Regions from separate parts of the Anas platyrhynchos genome. Here region 1 is linked to region 2. Evidence: chromatin contacts called from public Hi-C data. All regions are on one chromosome and are shown on one strand. The core of a region is the stretch at or near the end of the contact, and the rest is flanking DNA. Distances in the headings are between cores, read along the strand shown.

Region 1 (5,566 bases), core at 293-2,792, 130 kb after region 2:
GAACCAGCACATTCCCCAAAACTGTCTTTAGAAGATGAAGCGTTCAGGCTGGGCAAGCTCACACTTAGGTGCCTGCTGACTGCTCAAGGCTGGTTTTCGAGGCCTCTGCTAGCAAACAGGGCCATAGGCAGAGGCTGAGCAGTGGGTGAATAGCACTTTGTGTCTCGGGGCTTCACTTGTCCTTTCCTTGTCCACATCCTCAGCAGAAGCTCCTGTGTTTTCTGCTGTGTGAGCACAGCCTTTGCTTTAGTTTTAGTCTGACTGCTTCCTGACACCCAACACCTGCTATTCAGCTTGCCAAACCCTGGCTTTAATCGCTGGCTGCAGGCTCAGTATTTTCATTACAAACACCTGTGACAACGCTTTGCTTCTCCACGCCTGAGAACGCCACTGGGCAGAGCCCAGGCGATTACCGCGGGTAATTAACCCACGCGACATTCCCCGGCCAGGCCGAGCCGCGTAATCCCCCGCTAATTGCTGCACGTTAATTTGATGCACAGCACGCTACCGCGCCCGACAGGCCGAGGTTCAGTCGCGACAAGGCCGCGACAGGGCCGCCCCCCCGCGGCGGGGCGAGGCGGGGCCGGGGCCTGTCGCGGGGCGCTGCCGGCCGCCACCTACCTGCTGCCGCCGCGCTGCGCCGCTCCGCCCCGCTGCGCCGCGCCGGGGCCGGGCCGGGCCGTGCTGGGCTGTGCTGTGCTGTGCCGCCCGCCCTTAAAGCGGCAGCACGGGGAGAGGGCTCGGCGCTGGGGGGCTCGGCTCCCGGCTTGCCGGTGTCCTGTGTCGCGATACGTGCCGACACGAGCAGCCGCTGTCCCTCAAGTCGGCAACATGGCTGCTGCGCTGAGGGCGCCCTCGCTTCTCTTTCACCCCAAACGTCACAGCAGGGGCATGAGGGAGGGCGGCTTAAATCGCTCCTGTCCCGGTGCCCGAGCACCCTGTGGGTGCAGAACCTTTCCCTAACCGCCAGCCTGACCCTCCCCTGTCCCAGCTCCATGCCGTCCCCTCGGGTCCTGTCGCTGTCCCCAGAGAGCAGAGCTCAGCACCTGCCCCTCCGCTTCCCTCGTGAGGGAGCTGCAGGTGCCATGAGGCCTCCCCTCAAGCTGCTCTGCTCTGGACAAGCACCCGACAACTTATGAATGGTTCTGTTTCCTTCATTCCCTTTAAATATATATATATTTAGGCAATAAAGCATGTTTTCACCAGGCAGTGACTACAGCATGCAATCAAACCCTCATACCTCATCTTGCTCCTCTTTCCCCAGCCACGATCCCACACACACCAGGAGAATTTCTGGGTTCCCCACTGGGTGGTTGGGTGCCACAACACCACAGAAGCCTTCCCACAGGGGCTGCCTTTGCTTCGTTGATGTCCTGGCTGGATCCAGCTAAGGGACACAAGAGGCCCCAGTGGGGAATAGAAGCAGCTTCTGACAAGAACAGCAAACAAGGCTTTTCTAGCTTCCCCGTGGCACAAAGTGTCCCAAATTTCACATGCTGCGTTCTGTAAATGGCTCCTGAGCCGTGCCTGAGGTGATGCTGCCAGCCCTGCAGCTCTGCAGGTGCCGGGTTAAGAGCAGATCACACAAGCGAAACCTGGATCTGCCCGATCGCCTGGGTTATGAGGCCATCTAGTGACCTGCTGGCTCCATACACATGAAATGTGCTCTCCAGGGTGCAAAGCAAGGCCTTAAAATTATTTAGTCTTCCATGAGTGCCCAAGGAAGGTGGCCCCACCGTGCTGGGCTGCCAAGAGGCCAGGATGCAGCAGGAGAAGGCCAGGGCCCATCCAGAGGCTGGTGTCTGCTCACCACATGAAGGGGGCTGAAGTCCACCAGCGTGTTGAGCTGTAGGGATGTTTGCGTGTCTTTTACTTGTCCGCATGTGGCTGTAAAGCAGGAGTCACCCCTCATCTTTTATAGGCTTTGATATCAAAGCATGGCCTAGGTGCAGGAAGGACATTATTTCTTGGAGGCCTTAGGGTGAACTGTGAGGTTTCAAAGGTCTTGAATCTTTCAGCAGTTCTTGCTGAAATAAAGAGCTCAGTACTGTAATAGAAGAGTGACTACCAACATCAGCTCAGGGTGCCTTATTAAGGTGTGATAATGACTTTATCACATAATACATCTCTGCCTTGTACATTTTATTTTATGGCTGAGAAGAGACTTGCAAAATACTGCTGATGCTCTCAGAAGGTTCTCAGAGAAACCTCACAGGAAAGCCTGTTCACTTTGATCGTCAGTCTCCAGGCATTTTAAGAAGTAACTTCTCAGGCCTAGTTCTTCTGAACTCCCAGTACATGGTATTGCTCAGTAGCTATTTGAACCTCAGTGAGGTCACTGCTCTCTAATACAGAGCAGCACCCCACTGAGGCAGTTAAAAAAAACCCTTCCAGACTCCAAGTGTGACGTTAAAAGGCTCTGATACCGATGATAGCTGCCAGCCCTCTTGCAAAAGTCTGGGTAAACCACTTAGACTTTCAGGATGTGCTCTTGTTGATTATGTCAGGAAAGGATCACCACCCATCCCTGTGAGAAAAAAAAGTGTTTCATTTCCTAAGGCTTTTTGCTTTAGTTAGATAGTAGCATCTTGAGAATTTCTGCTGATCAAACGCTTGATGCAGTTTGCAGCCAGCTAACGTAACTGTGCTGGAATTTGCTCTGAGGACAAGGACAACTTTAATCACAACAAAACATTGATCTGATAGATGGTGGAGGAGCGCAACTCGTTCAAAGAGGCAGTTGTAGCATAACACAAAAGGGAGTCCTGTGCGTCCAAGGGAATTAGTGGATTACGGGCTGATGATAAAACTGCCTAGGACCCTGGGGAAATCTTGTCTGAACCAATTAACAACAAAAACAAGTGGAAGTGTCTGAGAATGGGGAAAAAGGGAAGACAGAGAAGAGCTGCCTTCATGTTAAGGAACCCATGACTCATGAGACGTTGCAGATACAAAGGTTAAACCCAAGGGAAGAAAGACCTGCAGGGCAGCAGCCGGTTGATAACCTCACCTTATTCCTTCTCTCCTACCTTTTAAAACTGAATCTACAGCTCCAATTCCCAGAGCTCTTCCTGCAAGGCCAACTGCTATTGTTCACTTCAACAGAAGGACCTCAGTGGAAATTCACAGAATATGGATTCATTTGGAGTGCTGTTGAATTATAAAAAGCCTCCCAACAACTCAATATCAACAGTCAGGGGTTTTGCACATCAGGATCAATTTGTGGTTGGCTAGAGGCTGCAGAAACAAGTCATTATCAAAATACAGCTGGCACATTAGCTAGTGGCTAAGGGAAAATTGAAGTTGAGAGCACTAGCTAGGTAAGGGAGAGGCAATTCAATTATTCTGTTGTGCCTCCAGGTACAATCCACACCTACTCATTTCAGAATCACTGCATCTTTTGCATTTGAAGAATAGCTAGCCTGACAAAACAAATCATACATTATATGCAATATGTCCTGAAAGCATTGTGTGTGTTTTTCATAGGTTTACTTGTCCCTATACCTTCCAGCTGCATTGGGTTAGGAGAAGGAACGAGCAACAGCTGGCAAAAATAAAGGTATCAGGTGCAGCCTGGCATAGGATGGAAGCAGAGGAGCATGCAAGGTATAGTTTTCTATGGGGTGAAATAAGCAAAAGCTAAGTTAATCTGTCCCTCATGCTTATGTAGGCTTAGTCTTTCTGAGATGAAGGGTTCTTGCAAGAGTCACAGAGGTAAGACCAAGAAGATGAAAACTCTCATTTCTAACATCATCCCTAGTTTTGTCTTTGCCTGTATACACAGTTAAAATGCAATTGGTCTCAGTTTTTTGCTCATGTTCATGCGCAGCCAAGCATGGGAGCATTTATGTAGCATAGGCAAAGCCTCAAAAGACACATGGAGTCAGAGGGTTTCTGCTTTTCTTTGTGTTCATTGCTCTTCAGAGAGTGCTGTACCTTGCTGATGCAGCTGTGTGCTGGTCCGGATTTGGCTAACTGCTCATGCAAGAGTGTTGTGGGGCTACTTATTTTGATATTAAAACAAGAGGATGCATATTTTTAAGGGTGCTTAAGCTCTGTTTTTTAACAGCTGAAGTCTCCTTGAAATACCGAGACCTTGACTCAGGTGGGGTATATTGTGACAATCAGCTAGCCTGAGTGAAACCTCACTGTGTGGGAAACTTGGGCAGAAACCAGCTGAACCTGATGAGCATATCTGCAGTTAATGAACGTGTCCAGAGCTGTGTTGTGTACACACAGGTGTGCTGGTGGTTCTGGTTGCACAGCAAGAAGGTTTCCACACAGGCAGCATCTAAGAAGGAGCTACCATGATGTTGGCACAGCCATTTGGGGGTGACTGTGTTAGTACTCCCAAAGAATGGCTGGTGGGGGATAGTTAGTGGGTTTCTTCACAGCTCCCTTTTGTCATCCACTCACTGAACGGTCCCCGTTGTACTTCTTGCACCGCTGTGATGCTACTATGTAAAATCTGTAAAAGCTTTTTGGACGCCTGTGCTCTCTCTTGGGTGGCTAGAGCTTTAGTGTTACAGCAATCTACTGGAAGCTGTTGGGTATCTCAACTTGGGAGCTGGGTATCTCATCTCTGGAGCTAGCCTATGGTGGGACAGAGCTCCTGGAGGAAGAAGGAAGGGCTTCAAATAGAGCTGATGAATGGCTGACTGCTGTCACGTCATTTATCTGTTTGTTTGTTTATTTGTTTTTTCTTTTCTTTTTTTTTCTGTACCATCACATCAGTCTGCACTTCCCTACAAAGCCCTGAGAGAGGAAGGAGATGACAGCTGAGAAGGGGCTGCTTGTGCGCTAGGGAGCCTCTCCAGCTGGTCTCAAGGCAATCTGTATTTGTCTAAGCCTGCCTGGGTGAAATGAAGATGTTTTCCATGTCCTCATCCTTCCTGACTTCCTGCAACAGGAAAATCCATCCTGCCTGCCTCTTCCTCAGGGCTCTGCCTCGCATCCCCTCAATATTTAATGTTCCATGGGTGATCTGTAGGTCTCATGGTTTCAGACCTTAGCTTTCCCCAGAGATGCCAAACGACAGTGCTAAGCCAACGTTTCATCTGGAGCAAGAGAACACAACTGCAGCCTGGATCGTAATGCAGCCACTGTTTCCCAAGCTTAGCTCTCTTTCTTGCCAGGTGGGCTCTGTTCAGTAGTGTGTTCAAACCCACAACTAATTCCTTCTCTCTTCTCCAGGCAGTGCTCCAGCATGCTCCAGAAATGAACCCTGGTGTAGAAGTACATTTGATTGTCTGATTTCTAAGGACCATGCTAACTGATGCCAGGGATAAGGTAAGGTAAGCAAAGATTTCAAGGAGCTGCATCAGTTCCCTGGAGCTGGTTGATTCAGTATTTCCCCAGTGCCGGAGAACTTCACAGAATATTTTAGTTTCCCACTGGTGCTAGAGCCTGGCATCAGCTGAACTCTTCCTTTCACCTTCCACATGGTAGTCTGCCAAACATTTGGATTCTCGCAGGGATCTGGGGACAGAGGAAGTGATGGAGGTCTGAAGCAGATGCAAGACAGGCAGCATTTATTCACTAGAGAGTTCCTAGGGGAAACTGCTCA
Region 2 (6,192 bases), core at 586-3,085:
ACACTGCTGTCACCTGTCAGAGAAAGGAACTGCAGAAGAGCAACTAAAAACCATTCATGTTGCAAGAAAAGGACAGAGCAACCTGTGAAGCTGGTATGAAATGCAGACGTTAGGACAACTACATGTGGTGTCCTACAAAATGAAGGCTATTTGAGAAGGTGAAGCAATAAAGATCACATCTATCACCTTAAAGCAGGGTTAATCACAGCAACCAAGATTTGGAGACTCATTAACATACATCTTGCCTGCATGCTGGCAGCACATTTTTATAATTGTTTTCATAAAAATGGCATTACGGTAGTATATCTTCATTTACTTTAACCTAGTCTGTACTGATTTCAACTCCAATACAGTCTTTGCTTCTATTTTATTTTTCTTTTATGGTAAATCCCAGTTGGGTGTTAAGTATTCATTTATAATTTTTAGCAGTTCTTCACACTACACAGCTACAGTGATACCGTCTTTGTACTGTGTCACACCATGCCCTCGGTGGAAAGAGAAAGTACAGGGGAAAAAAAAAAACAGTGCTATGAAAGGAAACCTGCTGTATTTCCTGGGTGTTCTTCCTTGCTTTGCCCATTACTTCATACAAAACTCCAAAACCGCAGAAATCAATACTGTACATGCATCTAGTCCTTGTCACCCCACTGCTTTCTGTTCCCTTTTTTCCAGCTTTTTCTTTCCTGTGTCCATCAGGGGTCACCGGGGGACTGCAAGGCCAGGCACTGCAGGCTGTGGGAGTGCACCAGGGGGTGCTCACGGTATGCAAACAAAAGCATGGCTGTCTGCAAAGCTGCAAGGCACAGAGGAGAGAAGCTGGCTGTCCCTCCACATTCTTTAGCTCACTTTCCATCACCACTTCCCAATGTAACCCAAGATCCCAACTCTCTAAGCTTAAGGGGAAAAAAAATGCTGGAAAGTGACAGTCATTTCTTTCATTTCAGTGTTAAGTTTATTATTAATACCAAACCAGACCACCTTCCTTCCACGAACACAAAGTTTCTGGGTGCAAGCATATTGCGAACTTCGATTTTATAGCAGAGAAGTGAGACAATATCCACAGGCCTGTGAAGCACAGAATGGATCTTGCTGTAGCACTGAATTCAATCTCCACACTGTCATCTAGTGGATGTAGTAGTGATAACCAGAGCTCAGTTTAAGACCACATTGTCATTTCCCTGGACATCCCAAAGCTAAAATACGTATGTGTTTACTTATTTATTTATTATTATTTTTCCCCTGTGCTGTTTCTGCCTTTTCTTACCCAGTTCTCTTGGGATTGCTTCTTTCTGAATCACCTTTTCCCAATAATTTCATTCTCTCCTTTTTAACCCTTTTGTACAACAATCTCCTTTTCTTCAGGTTACTGTAATTTCCAAACAGGCTGGTTCCCCATTGTCACCTAGTGACTACAGAACCTCCTCTTTCGTTTCTTTTAGAAATTAGCTCTTTTCCTTACAGCAAGGTAGAAAAGACTTTCTTTTCTGTGAAAAACAGAATAAATGCCCTTATGGATTTACCTTTAGTGATACAGGTGCCCTTTGACACTCTTCTGGTTTTCAAAGACAGCTCTAACAGGCTGAACACTAGGTATGTCTTTTGCTTCTTATAGCATCTCTGCCTCTCCAGGCTTCAGCTCCACACTATTTGCAGTCTTCTGCTCTGAGAAATTGCCCAAGGAGCTCAACAACTACAAGGGTGAGGAATTGATGACATACAGTTACATCAGTCATTTATTTAGGCCTAAACCTAACTAGTATGTAACTGTGGCAGACTAAGCGGTATACAAATAAGATGAATGTCAGCAAAGTGTTGTGGTTAGCATGCCAAGCATTCTCAGAATCCTGAGTTCTCCCAGCTCAATAAGGCCTGCAAGACTTTTGCCTGTTGGCCACTAGGGTCCATGCTCACAACACCATAGCTCCAGGCATGTCCTACCTTGTGTATCAGGATGGCCTGGAGAAGATGTTTGCCTTTGTAGCTGTTGATGCCCAGACAGCAGCATTTTATAGTGCTAATCCTCCTCTGCTGAGGCTACCTCTCTTTCTTTGATTTTCCCTTTTATCCACTCAGTTTCAGTGACCTGTGACCTTCTGTATTTCCTCATTTATGCAGCCAGCTTGCTCAGCATCCCTGGGGAGACAGCTCTGAATCCATCCTGAAGACAAGCTGCCGCTCCATCTGCATCCTGCAGCTGCCTTCTTGGGGAGTCAGCTCCACAGGCCGACCCAGTCCCTTCACCCTCGCTCCGCAGCTGGCTTAACCACAGCGATTTCACAACATCGACCCCATGGTCCACTAGATGTTATATCAGCAATTAGCTAAATTCATTACTGCCAGATCAGCAATTCTATTACTGCCTTATAGTTACACTGATTTGACCAGTCTCTTTCTCACCAGAAGAAACACTAAATATATTTGTGCTGGTTTGGCAATTTTGTTACTGGCCCATCTTGTCTCAACAGCCCCTTTTGCACACCAAGGGTCTGTGATCCCCCACTGTCTTCCATTTTTTCTTACAAAAATTGAGAAAAGAGGAAAAATTACTTGCCAGAAGTCATAATGGAGGAATGTGAGGCCATTGACATTCAACAGAAAGGGTGAGACCTTAAGCACTGTTTAGTGTAACAGCTTATAAACAATCACCTAATAGTCCAGATAAGATTTCCTTCTCTGCAACTGTACTTTTGCATTCACATCAGGGGTTTACTCAAAAACCTTTTGCATGAGTGCATTCTAAAGTTATTTTTAATAGAGAGTCCCACTTAAATAACCATTTTAATAACCCTCCACCAAAAATCCTGATTAAAAATAAATAAATAAACAAACTGATGCACAGTCTGCAAGATTGAGTTAGCTGGGGAAGACAGAAAATGCCACATCTCTGCTTGACTACTAGATAATCTGGGAGTGAAAAGTTCAGGCAACCTGTTCTACTGAAATCTGTTTGTGTGTTGTTGTTTTTTTAGCAATTAATTGTTAAAGAATTTAAGTTGACTTCTGTAAATGGGCTTGATGCACAAAGAACATAAGGAATTCAGAAAAACGGTGTACGTGCTAGCTTCAGAGCTACAAATGACAGTTGGAAATTAAGTCTGTTACTTACACCTTGCTAGCAGGTGGCAGGTCTCCCCTGGGAATGATGGCTAACCCAGCCCACCACCAAGTTCTTAACAGAAACTATTCCCTGTTGGAGGGACCACTGGAATAGCAGAACTCAGGACAGAAGAAAAAATATTTCAGAGCAGAGCTCTCCTTCCATAGTCTTACCATGAATATGCGTATAGACCAGGGGATGAAATGCTGGAGAGCAGCCCACAGAAAGGAATTTGGGGGTTTTGATAGACAGCAAGCTGAACATGAGCCAGTGGTGTGCCTTGGTGGTCGGGAGGGCCAACAGCATCCTGGAGTGCATCAGGCACAGTACTGCCAGCCAGCTGAGGGAAGGGATTGTCCTGCTCTGCTCTGCGCTGCTGCGCCCTCACCTCAAGCACTGTGTGCAGTTTGGGGCACCACAGTATAAGAAAGATATAAAATTGTTAGAGAGTGTCCAAAGGAGGGCAACAAAGATGGTGAAAGGTCTAGAGGGCAAGTTGTATGAGGAGCAGCTGAGGCCCATTGGTTTGCTCAGCCCAGAGCAGAGCAGGCTGAGGGGAGGCCTCATGGCGGCCTGCAGCTCCCTCACGAGGGGAGTGGAGGGGCAGGCGCTGAGCTCTGCTCTCTGGGGACAGCGACAGGACCCGAGGGAATGGCATGGAGCTGGGACAGGGGAGGGTCAGGCTGGGGGTTAGGGAAAGGTTCAGCACCCAGAGGGTGGTTGGGAACTGGGACAGGCTCCCCAGGGCAGTGGTGACAGCACTGAGCCTGCCAGAGTTCAAGGAGCATTTGGACAGAGCTCTCAGACACATGGTCTGATTTTTATTTATTTATTCATTTATTTTGGGGTGGTCCTTTGGGGACCCAGGATTTGGACTTAATGGTCCTTGTGATTCCCTTCCAACTCAGATATTCTATGATTCTAATACATGAACCAAGTCTTATGAGTGATGCAACAGCCATAAAGGTGACCTGGTCATAACAGAAACATACTCTCAGAGAAGGATATCTACTTAACTGGGAGCCTGGGACATCACTGATAAGGGCAGAACAAAGAAACTTCAACAGTAAGCTGACCTTCTAGGAAAGCTGAAGCAAGCAAGAACTGTTCCAGGAACTCAAGTCCACTTTTGTACCTACACTAAAGATAAAAAAGTAACTCACTACCCAACCAAGGCAAGCTTCTCTGCACAAGACCTCACGGTCAGACCAGACTCTAACCACAGATGCCAGATGACTCTGTCCTCCATGATGCAGCTTATCCATGCAGAGAGACTTTCCGTGGTTGATGGGCTTCACTCCTGGAGCAGTTTGGTGAGTGAGAATAACAGTAATACCTCAAATTAATAATGTGTGCCTATAGTAAATATAATTATATACTTATCCTAATAGTAATAACATGTAGCAATTTGTAATAAATAAATTAATGAAACAAAAACATCCATGTCATTGTGTTTTGCAGAATCTTACAAACACAGCATTGTGATCTGGTGGGTCGGGTAACCCTTATAGGTCATGACATCAATTAAGCAGACAGATATAATTCGTTACTTGTGGATAAGTTTATTTTATTGGTCAGTTTTCATCCATTTCTCAATTCTGAGAAATCAGTAGCATATAGCACTGCAGGACAGAACTTAGAAATGTCCCATGGGACATTTCTTAGAAATAGGACATTTCTAAGTTCTGTCCTGCTGTGCTATATGCTACTGATATAACTCGGTCCAATTTAGGAGAAGTATTTATTACCCATATAAATAATCATTAGTACAAATGATAATAGAGTTCTAAATGTCTAATTCACTCTACTGCAAAACATTAAGGTTCACAAACTTGGCTGACACCACAAAAACTAAACTAAACCCTTCTATTTTAGACATGCTGACAAAAGAAAGAAACTTAAATGCTTTTCACACAGGGATAGCAGAATGCAGTAGGAAGCTTAAACTACAGCAATATTAGGGCATTTAAGCCTATGTTAATAAACTGATAGGTTTCCTTGATACCAGTTGCTAAATCACAGACTATGAGACTGAGTAGATGAAGTCTAGTAGGTTTCTCCTGGGCTACATGACAAAGACACCCTTAAGGCTGTGAAAACATCAGCTCAGGTGTGGGAGCTACAGTCAGTGGTACTGGGGGCTTTCTGAGCTCTGCATGTGAAACAAGTTCCAACGCCCTTGAAGAGACACTCACAAGAAGATTTTTCTTGCTGTGCTTCTGCTACGTTTTCCCTTTTGGTGAACAAACAGCCTCTTTGCTATAGCTATAGTTAAGATGCACATTGAGCACTGGTGTCACAGCTTCTGGACATCCTTGGAGCTAATCAACATCTAGGATTGGAGGACATGGACAATAGGGTAATGTAACATCCTGGCCATGGGCAAGGAGTGGATTTTATGTTCTTCACCCGCTTGTGCACTACTGTTACAGTAAAGGTTACTGCTGCCTCAGAGTAGAGTTAGTTTCTCCTTTAAATCTGTGGTGCATTGGCCCTGGCTAGCAGGTCCACACTGCTTACACATCCCTCATTCATCCATCTGCAGGATCGGGGAGGAAAGAGCAAAAAAAGAGAATGGGAATACTCAGTAAAGGCAGCAAGATCACTTACCAATTACTGTCGTGGGTAAAACAGAGTCTCCTTGGGGAATTTTAATTAATTAATTGCTAATTAATATAAATACTCCAGTAGTGATTTGGGTATAAGGAAATACAAAACATATACTTAAAAAAATAATAATGACATTTCCACACTTAGGGAAATAAACTTTTCTTCCCCCACTCCCCAGCTCAGGTCCCCTCTTTCCACTTTTCCTTGCCACAGAAAGACAGTAAGCAATGCAGTGGATTGGGGGTAGGACAGAGCAGTTTCTCTGTGCCACTCCTTCCTTCCCACCCTTTTATCATACTCCATTGTGGGTCCTCAATGGGCTGCAGTCTCTATGGTGCGTACCTGTGTTAGCCAAAGCTAATCAGTTCATTTTGATATCATGATAGAAAAGAGCAGAGCCAAACAACTTATTAGTTAATCAACTAACTATATTAATCCAGTTACCTCAATTATTAGCATCAAATTTCTGTTCATATTAACATGAT

What was found. Hi-C and Micro-C count contacts between places; a contact is called where the count stands out from the background.
Region 1: a Hi-C map of skeletal muscle shows a contact between it and region 2, with 2.6 times the contacts expected there. The contact joins the promoter of ETFBKMT here to the enhancer-like site in region 2. A contact is called at or near these places in 2 of 8 Hi-C or Micro-C datasets (both in skeletal muscle).

What each region holds. Positions count from the first base shown.
Region 1 is chr1:62,875,435-62,881,000 of IASCAAS_PekinDuck_T2T, forward strand. ETFBKMT (electron transfer flavoprotein subunit beta lysine methyltransferase) reads right to left here and starts at 1,543. Exons shown (of 4, transcript XM_021279197.4): 1 at 1,241-1,543. LOC106020316 (a long non-coding RNA gene) reads left to right here and starts at 3,595. Exons shown (of 3, transcript XR_011809960.1): 1 at 3,595-3,714; 2 at 5,194-5,294.
Region 2 is chr1:62,741,961-62,748,152 of IASCAAS_PekinDuck_T2T, forward strand. The region is part of intron 2 of LOC119717675 (a long non-coding RNA gene); the gene reads right to left. Among named protein-coding and RNA genes, the nearest start is that of BICD1, 24 kb to the left of the region's middle. Within about 2 kb of position 1,836, at least 2 of the 8 cell types and tissues checked have an H3K27ac peak or open chromatin away from gene starts, as enhancers often do.